Regions from separate parts of the Rattus norvegicus genome. Here region 2 is linked to region 1. Evidence: chromatin contacts called from public Hi-C data. All regions are on one chromosome and are shown on one strand. Each heading gives the region's core, a stretch centred on a gene start, on an enhancer-like site or on the middle of the called end of the contact. The rest is flanking DNA. Distances are from core to core; before and after follow the strand shown.

The links. Hi-C and Micro-C count contacts between places; a contact is called where the count stands out from the background.
Region 2: a contact with region 1 is called in a Hi-C map of liver, with 4 times the contacts expected there. The contact joins two enhancer-like sites. A contact is called at or near these places in 2 of 12 Hi-C or Micro-C datasets (liver and mammary epithelial cells).

Annotation. Positions count from the first base shown.
Region 1 is chr7:95,590,153-95,596,779 of GRCr8, reverse strand. All of the region lies in intron 1 of Pvt1 (Pvt1 oncogene), which reads right to left. Among named protein-coding and RNA genes, the nearest start is that of Pvt1, 48 kb to the right of the region's middle. Within about 2 kb of position 3,564, at least 66 of the 93 cell types and tissues checked have an H3K27ac peak or open chromatin away from gene starts, as enhancers often do. A contact at or near this core is called in liver, where this site is marked.
Region 2 is chr7:95,849,381-95,856,007 of GRCr8, reverse strand. No RefSeq gene overlaps it. Among named protein-coding and RNA genes, the nearest start is that of Pvt1, 310 kb to the right of the region's middle. Within about 2 kb of position 4,152, at least 26 of the 93 cell types and tissues checked have an H3K27ac peak or open chromatin away from gene starts, as enhancers often do. A contact at or near this core is called in liver, where this site is marked.

The DNA of each region.
Region 1 (6,627 bases), core at 2,315-4,814:
CAGATGCTTAAGAAGTGGCTCTGGCTAAAAAAAAAAAAATAAAAATAAAATAAAATAAAAGCATTTATTGACAGCTCATGTGGGTCCACAAATTGGGTAACAGCCTAGCATTCTTGTTTCCCATTTCATATGGCCATTCCCTATACTGTGAGTTACCTGCTTACCGCTACATATAGAAATGTCTGCAGCTCAAGGAGTATGTCTACCCTTTCTCTTCCTCCTTCAAGGTTAACAACATAGACTTAGGTCATTGTCTAAAACCTGCTGTTATCTTGGATGCCAAGAACAAGGAAACCAGATGAGGGCAAATATCCATGATGCCCTGGCTGCATCCAGAGCAGAAGTTGTTGGCATCAAAGCCATTTGCAGTCAGCCTCCGAATCCATCGATGATGACCCTAGGCGACAAGGACCCTCTTGCGTCTGTTGCCATGGTATACACACACACACACACACACACACACACACACACACACACACACACACACCTGTGTGTGGTGGTGGCCCAAATAAAAAGGCAGACACCCCAACCCCTCACCCCCTCTTCTCTTCCTCGCTTCCCCCTAATAAACCTCTTCTCGTGGGACTCTGTTGGCCCAGCATATGAGCTGCCTTCTAACACAACAGAAGTAATCTGCCTTTCCTATGACACAGATTGAGCCCATCCGGCAATGACAGTGGCTAAGGTCTTTCTTGGACCACCTAAGAGAACTATAGTGAGACAATGATCAAGCATACCACCCTTTGACCAGGATTGCTTAATCATGGTGTGGCCTTCTTGCTCCTTGCTCCAAAACTTTCTCCATTCAAACCTGAAGCTCATGTCAGTGTCCCAGGAGACAGTCTTGGAGCGGAGGGGGAACTAGAACCCTTTATTTATTCCTATTTCCAGTGTGACCACACTAAGGAATATAAGTCCTCTCTCTATTTTTGCACCGTTTCTTATCTATTTAAATGGTAGACTAAGGGCCAATGGCTAAACATAGTATACAGGGGCTGCCTCTGAATATAAGCATATACAGAAGTCCAGGCTTTTGCATTAAAAATTCCAGTACTGTTCCTGGTCTTTCTTCTCCTGTTCAATGAGGAAAGAAACCTGTCATTGTTGTTTTGTGTCTTCTAAGGATATAATGGTGAAATTGGGGAGTTGAATGGTCAATATGAATGAGTTGAACATGAGCCAATCTACTACAAAAGAGGGGAGGTGGAACCCTCTCTATCTCAGTTAAACATGCTATTAAAGGGGAGGCAAGATGGCCTGATGCATAAAAGTGTTTGCTGCTGTGAGAAATGTTTCTTTCTTCAATCAACAGAGGTCTATATTCCCCGAACCTCCTCCATGCCCATCAGGCTGATTAGCCAATCATATCAAACTGAGTTTCCACCAATAAGATGGGAAATAATTACTACCTGTGTTAGGAATAAAAGACAAAGACCATTTGGTCCATGTGTGTTCACGGGCCCAATCTGAGTTCAGGTATGTCCATTCTACAAAAAGAAATTACCTTGCAGAGTCATTTTCGCATCGTTCATACATTCCTTTGTGTGGCACAGACGATTGTTTTCCAACTGATAAGGCCAGCAAATAGCCTAAGTTTAGTCCCTGGAATCCACAGGCAGAAGGAGAGAACCAAGTCCTGAAAGTTGTCCTCTGACCTACACATGTGCACTGTGGCATAAGCAAACGAATGCATGCACTCACTCCCACACAAATTCACACAGGGAGAAATAAAATAAACATAATGGGAAATATTTTTAAATGTCACTAAAAATGAACGCTGGTAGGTAGAGAAAAGGGAAGGATCAAAAGGGTAGGTCCAGGGGTTGGGGATTTAGCTCAGTGGTAGAGCGCTTGCCTAGCAACCGCAAGGCCCTAGGTTCGGTCCCCAGCTCCGGTGGGGGGAAAATAAATAAAAGGTAGGTCCAGGTCACAGAAGCAACTGTGGTACATCCGAGTTTGTGAAAAAACGACTCAAGTGGCCATTCGTATTGGAACGCCACAGTAATAGATGATGCCTCTAGAAAACCAATCAACACGGACACAAGAAAGCTCCGAAGGCGTCTATCAAACCCAGAAATCTGGTGACATTGCCTACACCTGCACCAGGGAGGCAGGGAAGGGAGGATCAGAAGGTTTGTAACAACCTCGTTCTACAGCAACACCCTATTAGAAATTCCCCATCACCATCTACCTTTGTGCTACGAGTCACAATGCTTGCCTTCAAAGCCCATCCATACCCAAAGCTGTTTCCAGCTCACTCATCACCTTCTATAGAAGGGAACAATGCCCTCCTAGTCATCTTTCTAGTCATGAGCTTCCAGATGAATTCAAGGGACGACTCTTTACCAACTTGCCCCTACAGATCTTTGAGGTCTAGCCCATCTGGCCCCAGTGCAGAAGCAGTGGCTAAAGACTGGACCACTTCCACAAGTGGCTGGCATCAGCACTAACACATGGGTCATCAGTCTTACCTAGGAAGCCATAAAAGAGACTAAGTCCCAAAGGATGGGTCAGGCTTGAGAACTAACTACCACTAGCCCACAGAGGTGACTCCACCAAAGCCACATAAGCAGAGGAAAATTTCCAGAGCCCAAACCTTAGCAGCATCTCCTGTGCTCGCACAACTATACAACCAAACATCGTTCCACTCAGGGTCAGCTAGGGCTCTCTGTCCAGTGTGAACCAGAAAGATACAGAAACCCTAAAAAGTCCTCACTGCCAAGCTCCCTGCCCACAACAGTTGAATGCCCTCCTCTACCAGAGGCAAGCATTGGACTCAGCATGCAGGCTGGCCCCACAGAGAGCCCAGGCCTTCTAAAGACATTTGTATTTCACCTTGGTAGTTGGTTTCCTGTACTACAGGTGCCTTAAGAGGGAGACTCCCGCAACCAGACATGGGGGCTGGAGGTGGGATGCTAAACCGAGTCAGGCAGGTCTGCGCATCAAATTCTAGATGTTCTGACTTCTGCTTCTCGATCTGCCTCTGAACTGGTATCATCTCCTACTAGACCCCACTTCTTCAAACACCAAATTGGTATAAGGACATAAGGACAATGCAATTAATATAAAAAAAAATTATTGCACCTGTTCCCTCAAAAAAAAAAAAAAAAAAAAAAGACTGAATTCTCAAGGGAGCTTCAGGATGCTCCCAAACTACAGCAGATACAAGAAAGTTGGCTGATCTTCCTGGGACCCGCCCAGGGCCCAGGAATCTGCCCTACTTCACTCCTGCCCCAGCTTGCTTAATCACCTCCCTGGCTCCCTGCCTGTCACCCAGCTGCTAACTTGAAATGAACTTTTGGATTCTGAATCGTAGCTGGCAGTCTGACGTGAAGGTGCGTATTCCCTAGCCCACATGCAGAGGCCTGGAAAGGAATCAGGATAAAAGAGTCCTTAAGGGGGGCAGAGAGCATCAAATGCCAGTGTGGATTGCCTTTAAATGCCCCAAGAATCAGGAAAGCCTATCTGGGTTCCACAAAGGGCTCACTGTTGAGTACAGAGCTGTAGTGTGTGTGACTCATAGCATGATTCAGCAGCCCACTAGAAGGGCATGCAGAAAACCTCTTGAGTCACTTCTAGAGGCAGGGGGTCCTGTGCCAAGCTACCGACAAAACTCAGGCTAAAGGAATGCCCTCCTCTGCCTGCCTTGCCCTCTGCCTGCGATTCAGACACCTGGCATCCCAGCAAGGGCACGTGATAGCCCTGTCATTCGGCCAGGGCAAATAGGCAGGGGCAACAAGAGTCCCATTTCCCGGCTGGGATGAGATCACTGTCGAGGGGGGAGAAAGGAAGCAGGATCCAGGACCCGGGAAGGGGTGGGGATGGCCAGGAAGTCAGCAAGCTTCCCTGCTAGGGCTGCAGCAAGCTGGCTTCTAGAACTGGGGGAGAGGAGCCAGGAATAGAACAGGGAACAAAGGGGCAAAATAGAGCCTGGGCCCAAGGGCACAATGGAACCCCCAGTGTAAATCATGCTGAATGACGTCCAGGCTCAGAGAGTATCTTGCCCCGCCTCCACCCCCAACCTCCCACCTTCCCCTCCCTCTTTATTCATCTTTATTTATTAAAACTCAACTTTGGTCACTTACCCCAGCAAAAACACCCCTACAGAAAGCTTCTGTCACAACCAGCTTGAGTCAAAATGACATTGATATATATATATATATATATTGTGGAGACCTTTCTTCAGTCAGCTGGCCACTCCAAACAGAATCCCTCTATTCTATCCCTTCTTTATGGGATCGCTGCAGCTCCTGCTGCTTCTCTTCCATACAGGCTTCCAGGAGAAGCCTGAGAAATTTGCTTTCTTTCCCCGTAACATCTAGGTCAGCAAAGTCACAAGAGCATTGGCCATGCAAGCTGGACCTCTATATTAGAGGAAGGGAGGGCCAAGGCCCTCAAGGGATCACTATGAAAGAGCATCCCGATCATTCATTTAAGTCTGGGCATGGTGGTACATATCCTTGCTCCCAGTATTTGGGAGGCAGAGGCAAGGAGGATCTTTGAGTTAGAGGTTAGCCTGGTCTACATAGCAAACTCTAGGACAGCCAGGATGAAAGAAAGAGAAAGAGAGAGAGAGAGAGGAAGGGAAGAAGGAAGGAAGGAAGGAAGGAAGGGAGGGAGGGAAGAAGGAAGGAAAGAAGGGAGGGAAGGAGGGGGGAGGGGGGGAGGGAGGGAAGAAGGGAGGAAGGGAGGGAGGAAGGAAGGAAGGAAGGAAGGAAGGAAGGAAGGAAGGAAGGAAGGAAGGAAGGAAGCGGGGTTGGGGATTTAGCTCTGTGGTACAGCCCTTGCCTAGGAAGCGCAAGGCCCTGGGTTCAGTCCTCAGCTCCAGAAAAAAAAAAAAGAAAGAAAGAAAGAAAGATGGGCTGGAGAGATGGCTCAGTGGATAAGAGCACTGACTGCTCTTCCAGAGGTCCTGAGTTCAAATCCCAGCAACCACATGGTGGCTCACAACCACCTGTAATGGGATCCAATGCCCTCTTCTGGTGTGTCTGAAGACAGGTACAGTGTATATAATAAATAAATAAATCTTTTTTAAAAAAGGAAGGAAGAAAGGAATTCTTTCTCACATTTCTATGTGACCAGAAGTTGAGAAACGGTAGGTAGTCACCTATGTTGTGACAGCAGAGAGTCTTCCTGATAATAAGGAATGTCCAGTGGCCTCAGCTCAACTCTCTCAGCCTTGTTTTGGTACTCAGGGCTTTACTTCCCTTAATCCTGGTTACCATCTTGCTGAGATGCTGCAAAGTATACCATTCAATTGTTCTATATAATTTAACTCACGGAACAACCTCAATCCTGTGAGACAGACATCACTGTGACTTCTTATTTTAGAGAGCGACTAAACAGAGGGCCAGAGAGGTTAGTGATAGTCACAGCGAGATTCAAACCTGTGGGGCCCACATCCACACATGCACGTACTAACCTTTACAGCTCACTTCCTATCGCCCCACACCTTCCAAATCAGGGAAGGAAACCAATGACCAGCTTCAGGTTCCAGTTTCTCAAATAGTGATGGACTGTCGAACTAAATGGGGGTTTGGGAGCAGGGCCACGTCAGGAAAATGTTTGTCAAAAGAAAAAGGGTTTTGAATGCACAAGAGCCAACACTTAGTTTGAGTCCAAAGCAGAAAGAAGCCGAGGTATTTCTGGAAGGGTCTACCCATGGAGCGTCATATGGTTTCCCTGTAGCGTGAACACAATTGAACTTTGTACTACACACGTCTCCATTCAGCACCCGTGAACATGCCGAATGCAGAGCCGGACCTACTGTGTGTTATGAAGTGCAGTGCTTTACAGCACGGAGCTTTCCATCCCTTTAGAAAAACAATAGCGTAAATATGGGAAACATAGACAACGTCTTTTCTATCATCATAAGTATTAAATTCATATAACCTTCCACATCATAGGTTAAAACGTATGGTTTTGAAAACTGCTATTTGGTTTTCCGTCTTAAGTTTTACTTTTTTATTATTTTTTAACGTTTTTTATATTTTGATCACATTCTTTCCCCTCTCCCAAGTCCTCCTAGACTATCCCCTTATCATCCCCCTCCCTCACACACACATACTTTGAAGAAACATTCCAGAAACCTCTGCAATGGCTTTAAAAGTACTTTTACCAGCCAGGTGGCTGGTGGTGGTACCGCCTTTAATCCCAGCCCTTGGGAGGCAGAGGCAGGGAGATCTCACCATTTAACACCAGCCTGGTCTATGGAGCAAGTTCCAGAACAGTCATGACTACACAAAGAAAGCCTATCTCAAAAAACCATAATAATAATAATAATAATTATTATTATTATTATTATATTATTGTAATACTTTACCATTTTCTACTACATATTTCTGTGAAGCAGCATTACTGATTATGAAATTAAAATATTGACCACAGCTAGAAAACACTAAAGTTGCTATAGCCAGCAAAAAAAAAAATAGCTACAATACTTCATATAAAAATAAGCACATCCCGAGAAAATTTGCTTTCAATTTTAATATATAATAAAATCATAAGCATACGAATGAATTGCTTTAGAATTAATCTCTCCATGCTTATCATAAGCCTTTGCTTTGAATACTTTTTTGCTACCTGTATATCTTGAGTTACATAAAAGTCTCTGTGGCAATGGCTAGC
Region 2 (6,627 bases), core at 2,903-5,402, 260 kb before region 1:
TGGTTAAAGAGGAAATGGGAGCCTGGGTCCTACAACAGAAAGATAAGAGCATTTACGCCTGACCCTCTGCTATCTGGAAATAGTACTAACTACACTGAACATCCTTAAGTTCATAAAGCTGGGCCACCACAGCAGGGACTTATAATCTCATCTACTCACTTGGGAGGTTAAGGAGTTCAAGATCAACCTGGGCAGTGTATAGCATTCTTAACCTTTTATCCAGAAAGTTTACAGAGCCACAGAGCCTTGCTTATTAACCTGAACTGAACACTGTGTGTGTGTGTGTGTGTGTGTGTGTGTGTGTGTGTGTGTGTGTGTGTTTCATGTGTTTCTAGATAACGGCTGTGAAGTTAATGTTTCTCAATACTCAGACAAGACTAGCGTAGGATCCTTAGAATGGGCATGCAAATACAAGGCTATGCATTTATCTGCTAGGCTCTGAAGCTATTTCAAAAAGAAGGACTCAATTGTCAGGTCAGCAGCTCTAGCACAGGATAGGGGTGCTTGATCTCAAATGGGCTTATACAGATGGCTTCATTGGTTGGTACAGGATGGTTTTTGACTAGGACAGATGGAGGCCTTCATCACTGACTTCATCCAGGAGACGAACCATGTCTTATTTACAAATACATTTATCAGAGTTCTGAAAATTGGGAAATAGGCTCAAGTGACAAATAATTTCTGCCACAATCTGATGCTCAAAGTCATGGGACTAAACCAAAATGAAGAATTAGGAAAAGAGACTTAATTTGGAAGCTGTAAAGTATACTGAGCATTTTTTGCCCCAGATATGCCCAGTAGTACTCCACAATGTTATGTCCACAAAAGGCTGAGTGTGGCCACACTTACCTTGATTTTGGCCCAGGATGTGGTGACTACTCAGAGATAAGTTAATTAACAACCCTGGACTTTGAGCCCTGAAATGCTGTCAACTAAATTCCTGTCACATTTGTACTTAAGCTGCTGATCTGGACCAAAGTATAATCTCTCCTATCCATGTTTGTCTCTGCTGCTTCATCCAGCTTTTATTCCTCTACCCCCATCAGGTAGCAATGTTTACTATGTCTCTTTAAATAATGTGCTCAATTCTGCGCATTATTTGCAGATACAGTATAAGTAATAAGTTGTTGCACTGATCCTTACAAGTGTCTAAAAACAGCAGCATTAACCACATCTCTAAACCTCCTGCCTGTTCTATGCTTGTCTGCCCAGTTCTGGGTGCACATCTGAACCTTGGGTGTCAAACCAAACCGTACAGGGATGGATGACTATCCACCATACCACAGTTCTGACATAGACCTCAGTGGCTTTTCTATTCTTTTCTCTTTAGTGGGTGCTAAGCATACAATGGTCTTATGAGTGCTAGGCAAGACTTGTGCTGCCCACCTCTTTTAGGAATATGAAATAGTCCATGAAGTTACAAAACAGGGAACAGGTAGAACCTAGAAGATGGAATTTGTGAAATTCATCCTAATATCTTTTCCTGTTCCTCCCCTCCCGCTAGGGTACATGAAACCTCTTTACATAAAAGATGAATTGGAGAAACAAAAACAAAAACAAGAGAAACAATAGGCAGGTATAACAGAGTCAGTAAAAAAAAAATGCTTTCTCATAGTGACTCAAACAAATACACATGTTGATGACATACAACTGTGCCATCACCCCACATTGCCCCAAGTGCTGTTGCCTTTGATACTGTCTGTTGTATTTCATTTCATTTTTGGACTGTGGGTCATGAACTATTAACTTGATTTTACAACCCAATAACCAGGCCATGCCCCACAATTGGAATTCACTAGACACGAGGACCTAGTGGAAAGTCTTTCCACTGTTAAACTCCAGTGACTGGTGCTTCTCTAGCTTCTGGATTCTTTTTTCTTAATCTAAGGGGCAATGATGTATAGCAGCATAAAGGATAAAATCCCTTGAGGATGAGCCTAAAGGAAGCTCCACATCAGCAGGGATCACAAGACCCCAGGGACACTGAGTAAATGAGTAGTTCATAGCTGCCAGCACAGTTTTCTCTGGAGTCAGGCTACCTACGTAGAAATCTTCATTGTGCCAGGTGTAGCTCAGTTTATATGGGTCCAGTAGTTAATCTGTCTAAGTGTCAATAACCATACCCTTTGAAATTGAGATCTAATCATTGGTATTCATTCTCCAATGAATGACAGCAAGAAATAAAAAGTATATCGTGAGCCTAAAGCGAGAAACACAGCAAGTAATCAAGGCTCCATAATGGTGATAAAGGGGTAGATGGATAGTTTTACCGTTTCAAACCTCAAGTTCAGCATTCAGTAAAAGATGTCTGTCATATTCTCACCCCCTATACTCTACATTTAGCTATCTAGTAATCCATTATTCATTTGGAAGCAAACTATCTTGTAGTGCAAGCTGATCCTAAACTTGCCACTCCATCAAAGATGACAATGAACTCTTGACCCTCCTTCCTTCACCTCCCACAGGCTGAGATTAAAGACCTATACCACCACATCAACTTACATCTCATTTGAGTAGAGATGTGAAAGTTACATTATTGGGTGTCATTCCCCATTCTGTTGTTTTCACTCGCATACTGAGCCTCACAATTGTGAAGAGTAGCAAACTGTATCTGTAGAAGCTACTGAGTGATGTATGAAAGACCAATTGCTATCAGATCATTTTAGGTACTTTACCCGTGCAATATGGCTCTAAAATTCAGGCCCTGGCTTAAAAGTCCTGGCAACACTGGTGGTTGATATTCATTGCTCTTTAGTATATCTATGTGGCCGTGTGGGCATGGATATCTGAATGTGTATATGTGGGTAAACAAGTGTGTATATTGTGCACCTGTGGGTGTGCAAGTGTGTGTCTGGGTAGGCACGTGTGTACATGAGTGTGCTGAATTTGTTTGGCTAAAGAAGTTATTTCTTATCTGTGTGCCACACAACATATCAAGGTTAGGGGACAATTAGGACAAGTCCCTACATTCCAAGGACCTATAACCTACCTCCAGTAGGAAGTAGAAATGAGAGCCTTTGAGTAGTTGCTACAATATGGATTAGAAACTAGTGAAATGATATTCATAATCAGTGCCTGTTCCATAGTAAGAGCTCAGTAAACAAGGGAGATGGAAAGGCAGACAGACAGGCAGACAGATACATATATACACAGAGACACACACAGACACACACAGAGAGACAGAGAGACAGACAGAGACAGACAGAGACAGACAGAAAGGCTGATTATATGATAGTATATTTGGGAAATTATTTAAAAACACATATAGGCATACAACCCTGAGAGGACATCTATTTCAGTCCCCTTACTTTATACTTGAAAAAGTCAACACTATGTCAGAACAAGAGCACAAGAATTCTCTGTCCATGCTCCTCAGGAAGAGATTGACACCAGTAGGACCCCTGGTTTCTGACACCCACTTAGCTCCTTGCTTTTTCTGGGATTTCTCTCCATGTCATAGGCAGCCTTCCAACTGCCCCTCCTCAAATGAAAGGAAATTATCTGTTCTGAACCAAGGAGATTCTTGTGAAAAAAATTCTTGTGAAAGCACCTCCCGTCTGCTTTCCCTCTATCTGCTCATTGATGGAGGTCAAGTAAAGGTCAAGGAATGTTCCGATGACTGGACTTCTGGGTCTCCACACCCAAGAATGCAGCCAAGCTTCAAATAAAGCAGACTGTGCGGACAAGAATTCAGACGGGCTCCCCCAAGTTCCAGGCTTCCTTTTCCTGGTAGAAGCCACCAGCTGTCTTGTTGCTAGGAGACCAGTGTAGGTAGAAAGTACAATAACTATAGTTTTCTAACTTATCTGAGAATGCAGTTTGTCTTTGCTCCCTCGGGGATTCAGCTTCCTTAAGAGCCAGCTATCACAGCCAGACAGAGGGAGACCATTTTTTTTAAATGAAATGGATAGAGCTTTTCCTGGGCATGGAGTGTTATCCAGCAGAGACCTGGGAGCTGCCAATTACTGATGCAATGTTTGGGAAAGAGTTGCTGAGTACACATGACTCAACAAAATATAACAATTTGCGTCCCTATCTCTTGGGAAGTTGTACTTATCAGAACCAATAAGAGCTGTGTGGTCAGTAAGTACACTGAGCTGTATTTATCATGAGGGAATTGAGAAGGAATTAAAGCCCCAAGGATTGTGAGTGGAGGAGATGATTTGAGTCACTATCTGTCCGGGACTTTCCTTTTCAGTGGCATTCCAATTGTACAGACCTCACCCTGGCAAATCATAGCATTGCTCAATATTAAAAACATTTGCCTGGAATGCAGGACATGTGAACTCAGACACCCCCTACAGCTTCACAGTGTGATCCCAGCATGCTGCATTCACTGGAATGGGGACAGTGCCCAGAGGTGACACAAACCACACATAGAAAGGCAAGAGCACAAAGTGTGGCAACAAGACCTTTCCCAGACTTTGCATAGCACTTAACGCCACCCACTGATGACCCTGGCAGAGATGGAAAAGGAGAGTGAACCAGTGTATTCTTTTGCCCTTAGAAGAAAGTAAGAATGTAAATTGATTTCCTCTTTCTCTGGTGGTGTGCTAATTTGTCTGAAGCAGAAAAGTGAAGAAGAAGAAGAAGAAGAAGAAGAAGAAGAAGAAGAAGAAGAAGAAGAAGAAGAAGAAGAAGGAGGAGGAGGAGGAGGAGGAGGAGGAGGAGGAGGAGGAGGAGGAGGAGGAGGAGGAGGAGGAGGAGGAAAAGAAGAAGAAGGAGGAGGAGGAGGGGGAGGAGGAGGGGGAGGAGGAGGAGGAGGAAAAGAAGAAGAAGGAGGAGGAGGAGGAGAAGAAGAAGGAGGAGGAGGGGGAGGAGGAGGGGGAGGAGAGGGAGGAGGAGGGAAGAGAAAGAGGAGAAAGGAAGGGAGGAAAAGAGAAATGGAGGAAGGAGGGAGGGAAGGAATGGGTCATACAATTTACTCCCAGTGAACTTCAGGAGAGGAAATATAATGTCATCAAATTCCCCATCTTCTCTGTGTCTAGGGATCCTCCCAGTTCAGCTGAGACAGTCAAAGTAGCAACCTGTGTTAAACTTGTTAAACTGTAAGTGAGACTATAACTTCACAAACTCAAAGAGCTATTTAATCCATGCAGTGTCTTCCAGAGCTCAGGGTTTTGCCAGTGCAGGGCTAAAGGCAAATAGAACATTCTGACTAACTATAGCAGGTCACTGCCCACCCCCGCCCCCACCATTTTCAAAGTTTCTCTAAGAGAAACTCTCCTCAAACACTTCTGATTGCTCAGGCCAGCTGTCAAAGACGATGCCCTCTTTCACACAGGACAGCAATTAGCCAAAATCATCCCAAATTACTGCCACTGTGAATCTCTAATTGCCCATCTGGGTTTGTGGTTTTGTCTAAAAAAAAAAATCATACAGAAGGGGCAAGTAAAGGGATATGAACTGAGGATTTCTGAGTAAGTGTAAACACGCTTCTTCAGAAGCAGGGGGTCAAGCTCAGGGAGGGCAAAGATATAGACAGAATGTAAAGGTGAACTTTATATCCTGAAACTCTGGAGGAAGTAGAGAAGCATGGGCTCAGAAGACAGGATCATAACCACACTGACCTTGGCAGACCACTGCAGAGTTTTGGTTGTTGACTGACTATGTGACATAGGCATTATAAGAGAATCAAAATGTAGCACTTCTGAAGTTCACTCATACTCATTGTGCATGACCTTAGGTAAGTCGAGACTTCTTCCTTCCTCTTGCCTTTCCCAGATTTGCCATCTTTCGTTCCTCCTGTATTAAATGCCTCTCAAGTTTTTCCTAGGACATTTTTATCCCACTACCCTGATTTGCCCATGTTAATGTGATAAAATATGCTAATCAAAGCAACCCAAAGGAGAATGGGATCATTCCAGCTCTCAACTCTAGGCCAGTGAGCCAGTGAAGGCAGCAGGAACTTTGAGCAGCTAGTCAAGAGCAGGCAGGGAATGAATACATGCATGGTTGGTCAAATTAGTTTCTCTCCCTCCTCCCCCCACCTTATATAGGCTAGGACCTAAAGTCAAGAAATAGTACCATTTGCTTATAGGATGGGTCTTTCTACATCAACCAGCCCAATCAAAAGACATGCCCACAGGCAACACTGTGGAGGCAATCCCTCATTGTAACACTCTTCCTCAGTGAGTCTAGCATGGGTCAAGCCAACAATCTGAACCAATCATCATACCTATTTTGAAGCCTTTCTCAAATATCTTCTACTCTGAAATCCAGTCTTATGAACTACTACTGACCTTAGGAACCCTGCTTAGGGTCCACTGATCATCTCTTTCACTGCACATACTGCTACCCAGCCCAACATTGCCTGTGATGGCTACCCTTGGTTGCTGTCTTGGCCACATGTGGAATCAACAGAATCTCAAGCATCTGGACATACCCTCAGGGGATTTTTCTTGATTGGAGCATTTGAGATCAGAATACCCTACACCTTGGCCATACCTTCTTGTGGCAGCCACATAAAAGGACATGGAAGAAAAAAGCTCTGTTATTCACCTACTTGCCCTCACTCTGGCTGGCCAGTTCATCTCTCTTGAAGCTGTGGCATTAGTTCCTACTTCTTGAAGATACCAACCTAGACTGACCAGCTGACACATCCAGCCTCCCAGAATGAACCACCAC